Linked DNA regions of Urocitellus parryii: region 1 is linked to region 2. A link is a contact called in public Hi-C data. All regions are on one chromosome and are shown on one strand. The core of a region is the stretch at or near the end of the contact, and the rest is flanking DNA. Distances in the headings are between cores, read along the strand shown. Region 1 holds the start of Vps18 (VPS18 core subunit of CORVET and HOPS complexes). Region 2 holds the start of Rpusd2 (RNA pseudouridine synthase domain containing 2).

The links. A called contact is a pair of places that touch in the nucleus more often than the background predicts.
Region 1: a Hi-C map of liver shows a contact between it and region 2, with 6 times the contacts expected there. The contact joins the promoter of Vps18 here to the promoter of Rpusd2 in region 2. A contact is called at or near these places in 2 of 2 Hi-C or Micro-C datasets (liver and muscle).

Annotation. Positions count from the first base shown.
Region 1 is chr6:88,306,900-88,310,260 of mUroPar1.hap1, forward strand. Vps18 (VPS18 core subunit of CORVET and HOPS complexes) reads left to right here and starts at 2,106. Exons shown (of 5, transcript XM_026391808.2): 1 at 2,106-2,517. The coding sequence starts at 2,427.
Region 2 is chr6:88,049,853-88,053,183 of mUroPar1.hap1, forward strand. Rpusd2 (RNA pseudouridine synthase domain containing 2) reads left to right here and starts at 1,386. Exons shown (of 3, transcript XM_026391151.2): 1 at 1,386-2,012; 2 at 3,219-3,331. The coding sequence starts at 1,386. It also overlaps the pseudogene LOC113183818.

The sequences.
Region 1 (3,361 bases), core at 856-3,355, 260 kb after region 2:
TAGCATAGCTACTTAGTGGCTGAACAGGGATAAGAAGGCTGATCTCTGGTTCCTACTCCATAGTACAGCCAAAGGATTGAAGGATGAGCATGTAGAGGTGGATTTCTATAACCAGCCCACCAAGCAGAATGTAGAATCTACAGCAAGCAAGGTTCACCTAGGCCCCACCCCATACAAACCAGAGAGTTGTGGACACAGGACACTGATGAAGTGGCTGGAAGTACTCTGTGTCCCTGAGACAACCCTCATAGGTATGCTGGCCTTCAACTGCTAATGTACTTCATGCAACATGGACATTCCCATGCTCTGTCCAAACCTGAAGGCAGAAGGCAGGTGATATGGGGTGGAGCTTTATGCATGGGGCAGGGTAGCCCCCTGCCTAGATCACTTTTCCCAAGGTGGAAACCTCTTGCCTACCATCCAGCTTTGAAACCTCCCTCCTCCAATCTGGGGCCTCCTTCTGGAAAGTGGTGTCACAACTGCAGGTTTGGGCAGGAAAAGTAGGACCCTGGTATAGTGGGAAGCATCCTAGACAGTTTGTCCTTTTAATCCCTCCAGAGCCAGTACATTGCCAGGCTCTGATAGCCCTCAGTAGGAGTTGCAGGGGTGTCACAGTTCTGGCTGGAAAGTTCAGCAAGAATGTAAGGTATAGGGGCTGGGGATGTGGCTCAAGTGGTAGCACACTCATCTGGCATGCGTGCGGCCCGGGTTCAATCCTCAGCACCACATACAAACAAAGATGTTGTGTCTGCCAAGAACTGAAAAATAAATATTAAAAAATTCTCTCTCTCTCTTTAAAAAAAATGGAAGGTATAGTGCAAACCTGCATGCCTTTGAGAGTGAAAGGGCACTTTTCATTTTTAGGATGGGGTTACCTGCAAAAGTGAGGGCAGCTGTGACCCTGGCTGAAAGCCTTTCACTTTAGCAAGGGGGCCCCAGAAGGAGACAGATTTCATCTGGGTCACCTAGGCAGATGGAAAACAGAAACCCAAATGTAGTGGCACTTGAGCCCTCAAACTTTTTTTTTTTTTTTTTTTTTTTTGGTACCAGGGATTGAACCCAGGGGTGCTTAACCACTGAACCACATCCCCAGTCCTTTTTAATATTTTATTTAGAAACAGGGTCTTGCTAAATTGCTTAGGGCCTCACTAAGTTGCTGAGGCTGGCTTTTAACTCCCCATCCTCTGCCTCAGTCTACCCAGCATCTTGGATTGCACATGTGCACCGACACACCTGGTCCAACCCCTCAAATTTCTGGGCCTTAGGATTACTTCTCTGACTTTGGCTAGTGGCTCTCACCTTTTCCACCACCTCCATTTGTCCTTCATTCCTGCTAGGCTTTTTGGGTATATGTTCCTTGCTCCTCCGTGTTCCCACAGTCCGGTGGCCACGTCGATGGCCGCGCACCATGAGGCCAGAGACCTTGGTTGGTTTTGTTCTCTCTGCCATGTCCCCAGAACCTGGCACAGAGGGATGCTCATTTGTGGATCCAGTGACCTTATGCATAAGTGATCTCAATCACTTCTAATATTAATGATCTATTTATTGGTCCACCGCAGCTACCAAGACAGGTCTTGCTAAGTTGCTACTTAAACTTGCCAAGACTAGACTGGCCTCAAACTTGCTACCCTATCACCCCCCCACCCCCGTCTCAGTCTCCCAACTACCTGGGATCACCGCCACTTCGCCTGGCTTTGCCTGTGTCGTGTGAAGGTAGACAAAAATAATATTAGATTAAGGAACAGGAGGTCCTAGGGAGGGTATCTAGGCAGCGGGCTGTTGGAGAGGCTGAGCAGACCATCTGAGAAGGGGAAGCCTGGCCTTGAGAGCTGCGAAACCGCTACACTGAGGCTGGACTGCGCGGGGAGCGTCAGGAAAGAGGCTGAGAAAGCCGGGACTTCCCCCTGGTGTCGAGACCCGGAACTGCAGCAGGGCCTGGCGGGGGGGGCTTGGTAGGCAGGGCACGCCCACCAGCCGGCGGCGCTCGGGCCACTAGGGGCGCACCCGCCTTGGCCCCACCCCGCCCTCGCAGCCCCTGCGGCGCCTGCGGGTGGAGGCCCGGCGGCTGACTGCTCCCGCAAACGCGGGGCTCTGAGAACCCGGAAGTTACGCCATAGGCGTGCGCCAGGGGAGCGGGAGTCAGCTGAGCTGCCGGGCGAGGTTGGGGGGATCGGCTAAGAGGAGTTTGGGTTCACTTGGGGGCCGAGTGGGGTGCAAGATTGCTCCAGATTCAAGGGGAAGGACTCTCCCACCTTCTTTCTCTATAAAGCGAGAGCGAGAACGTCCAAGGAGGCCGCGGTGGCTGGTTCCCAGGATCTGTCAGAGGCTGGGGAGTCGCAGCTTCCAGTCCGGGGCGACGGGGATCCCTGGGGGCAGCCCAGTCGTGATCTCCGCGCCCCGGACGAAGGACCCAGAGGTCGAACACCATGGCGTCCATCCTGGATGAGTATGAGGACTCGCTGTCGCGCTCCGCTGTCTTGCAACCCGGCTGCCCTAATGTGGCAATCCCCCACTCGGGTAAGAAAGAAAGGGGCGCCGATGCCCCCTTTTGGCACCTTTGGGGCATGAGCGGGAAGGGCGGCTCCAAAAACTCGGAATCACCTCCGGAACTTGAATTTTGCGACTCCTTATTTTCCTCCAGCTCTCTTGGCTCCCAGCTGGCGAATGGTGGAAGTTTGAAAGAGCCATAAGAGCAGCCGCATGATCTAGGGCCTGCCACTAGGGTCCTTTCTAAAGAGGGAAGTGGGGCTCAGTTAAGGAAATACTTGCCTACAGGGCCGCAGTTGAGCTGTTGGGAGAATCGAAAATAGAATACAGTTTTTTCCTGATACCTGATTTTTCTGCTTTCCCACCATACCCGAGTGAGAATAGGATAATGAAATTTGTGGAAAAGGAATGTTGTAGAAGGAGGGATGGTCCTAAAGAGAATTTGTCACTGATCTGGGAGAAATGGAGATGAGATATTCTTGGCCTTAGCTAGAGCTGTGTTCGGGGAAATTTTTGTAGAAAGTAGTGCAGAGTTGGCAGAGAGCTGGTCACATTTTGAGCAATTGTCTAGTGAGAAAGCTGCTGCAGTTTTGTTAACACCAATGATTGGAGCGGTTCCCCAGGGCTCCCTCTGCCTTCAGGCTTCTGAAAACTCACTGTTTTTTCACTACTGCATGTTCAGGGAGGAGATAGATAATGAAGTTGGGATTAAGCTAAACAGGGGTTGTGGGACCAAAGACTGATAAAAGAGAATGCTCAAATCAACTCCCTGTAAGACTCACACCCTCCTCTCCTCCCATTACCACTGGAACTAGGTACATCCTGCTGTAATAGCATCTCAGGTGATCAAGAATCAACCATTCCCTGCTGTCAG
Region 2 (3,331 bases), core at 136-2,635:
AGGCTTTGTAATTGTATATGGCACATCTTTTGGTCCATGTGAAAACAAGTTTTTTGAATGTTAACTATTTTTGACACTTTGGAGTTACTGTTGCTCTTCCAGTTTCCATTAGGTCAATATATGGTTCATGGCAATACTGTACAAGTTTAAAATTTCATTACAGGAAGTAGTCTGGGGTATGACTAGTAACATGTGGTTCGCCTCTACGAGGTACTGAATCAAACTGCAAGAAAGAATATTTTAGAGTATCATCAAGTTCCATGATTGCAGCTTGGTTTACCGCAATGATAACAATAGTTTGGAGCACTGAAAATTGTTACTACATTCCAATCATGGCCAGTTATATCCCTCCATCACCAGCTGGTGAGCTCTAGACACTAAGGTGAGGCCATTGGCATGATTAAATGTCTCAGAAATATCTTGTCCAAATGTGTAACCAGCTCCTCAAGGAGATATACCCCAACTACCACGATCATTTGGATCTGACCACAGCAAGTCACACATTGGACCCTCATGGGGAACTTCTTGTAGACGATCAAATGCTCTGATATGATCCAGTGTGTCTATGGATGGTGAGAGGTCACCATGTAGACAGAAGATCTGCCCATCCATCAAGGCAGTGAGAGGAAGATAGTAAAAAAGAGCTGTAATATTTCCAAACATTTGCATTCCCATATTTTCTTAAACACTCATCATAGAAACCATAAACTTGTGTAATCTGCCTGCTCTCGTGATTCCCCCGAAGAATGGTGATGCGTTCCAGGTAACGAACCTTAAGAGCTACCACTTGCAGCTTTAATGGGCAAGTGGATCAGTATGGGAGCATATTGGAGGCAAGTGGGAAATTCTGAGTCTTTCTCATGCTGTCAGAAAGACGGACAAGTGTGAAAGACATTTGTATGTGTTTTGAGGGAGGAATTTATTGAGATATGTCACATATTATAATATTCAATCATCTTAAGGTATATATGATTTTTAGTATATTCACAGAAGTTGGCAGTCTTCATTCTGGTGATACTTTTTGTTTGGTTTTTATTTCAAATCAAGCTCCTTTCAAGCGTTTCTCCAGATCTAAGGAATTTTGAGCAGTCGTCTACACTCAACGTACACGAACGACTCCTGCGACGGCTTTTATACAGAGCAATCCCAAATATTTTCTTTATGAAATAACGCCAGATTTCCCTCGTCGAAGAAGTTATGACCGTTTTTGGTAAGACATTCTCGCAACCTCACAATTCACCACTTCGGTCAACTCTTCCAACTTAATTCAATTTGTTGAATTAACTCACTCAATCGCAGACCCCGCCTCGGCACTGGGCCTCTCTGATTGGCTGATGCCGAGTGACGTCTTCAGACAGCGACACCCGAGCGGTGGCTGAGGGGTTATGTGGCTGGACCGCCGCGGGTGGCTCGGGCTTGTGGTGCAGTGGCGCTTTGACCTCCGGCCCCTCAGCCTAGCTTGGACCTGGGGTAGCTATAGGGGTCCGATGGCGGGAACACTGTCCACCCGAGCTGAGGCAGCAGACGGGCTGAGGGCTCCGACTCAGCAAAACGGAGACGCTGGTAGCGACGCTAGGGTTGAGCCGCTTCCAGGGCGCCCAGAGCCCGGGGGCCCAGTAGTGGAGCCAGCCGCGGGGATCGTGGAGCAGACTCCAGGAGACAGAGAGGAACCTTCGGCCCTAGCCCCAGATCCAGGCAAGCGGAAGAAGCGGCGGGGCGCAACTCGGGAGCGCGTAGTGCCGCCCCCAAAGAAACGGCGGACTGGGGTCAGCTTCAGCGATGAGCACTTTGCAGAGACCAGCTACTACTTCGAAGGCGGCCTGCGCAAGGTGCGGCCCTATTACTTTGACTTTCGAACCTACTGCAAAGGCCGCTGGGTGGGTCACAGCTTGATGCATGTCTTCAGCACCGAGTTCCGAGCCCAGCCGCTCGCCTACTATGAAGCCGCGATCCGGGCAGGCCGCCTGCATCTCAACGAGGAGCCAGTACAGAACCTCAGCATTGTGCTCAAGGTGCAGTCCTGATGGGGCTGGCTAGAAGGCGGGAGAGGAAAGGATCAGGATTTTGGGTTTTGTTTTTCAGACTTGGTATATAGGTGTGGGAGTTAAATTATGGTAATTCAGAAGCGTTTTCCTTTTCACTTGGAACACTCCTTTTTAGTCTCTGCTTCCTGTCTCCCCAAGTAGATAGCCTGTTTATGCTTCAGAACTCAACCTGTTTATCCTCCCCATCAAGGTGGCTTCCTTGTTTCTAAGGAACATAAGTTGGAATTATCATAGTTCCTTTTTGTATGTTGTCTTGTGGCAAGGGCACTACCCACTTTCTACCCTGCATCTTAGGTCTCTGTACAAATAGTGATAATAGAGGCTATCATTTATGTCTCCTGGGTGTTGGGCACAAAGTTAAGCATTTTACGTAATACAACATTGAATTCTAATCTCAGCTTTGTGCAGTAGGTATTGCCACCCCATTTTGTTTTTAAGAAAACTGAGGAACAGGGCCACTTCCAAAGTTTGTGTTCTCATAGCTACTGTTTAAACTATTTATCATAGAGCCTGACATGTAATACATTGTGGGATGTCAGGGATAGAGACCAGAATTGTCTATACAGGTGCTTTGACCCCTTTAAAATTCTGTCACATCAAGAGGTACCAGACACCTCTGATAGTAACACAAGGCAATTTCAAAACTTAGGGATTTCCTCTCCTGTCCCAATTATGAAAAGTATAGTTCTGGTCTAACCCTCATATTTTACAGATAAGGAAACTGAGTTCTAGAGAAATTGACTTCTCCAAGAACTTGTAGAGAGCCTATGGCAAATCCAAGTGTAGATCCCATATCTGTGGATTTAACAACTTGATATTGTTGGTTCAAGGTCACAAGAAGTGATGATTCAAGGAGGTTTTAACTTCACTTAAAAAATTGCTTTTATAATGTAACTTTAAGGTAGAGAATAAACAAATAAGCAAAACCAAGACATCTGTAATCTCACCTCTTAGAGATAATCATTAACTTTTTGCATACTTTTTCAATGCCTGCTATCTCTGTGTGTGTATGTATTTTTACAAAATGAGATAATACTATACACTTTTCTTTTTCTGCTTAAGCATATACTGTGACCCTTCTATGTCAATAAGGAAAAAAGGAGAATGAGGTGTGATGTTGACTGATGACAGGCAGCTGGTTCCAAGCTGACAGGTTACCTGTGTTTTTGACAGGATAATGATTTCTTGCGGAACACAGTGCACAGGCATGAGCCACCAGTCACCGCAGAGCCTGTTCGCCTGCTAGCTGAAAATGAAGATGTGGTGGTTGTAGACAAGCCTTCCTC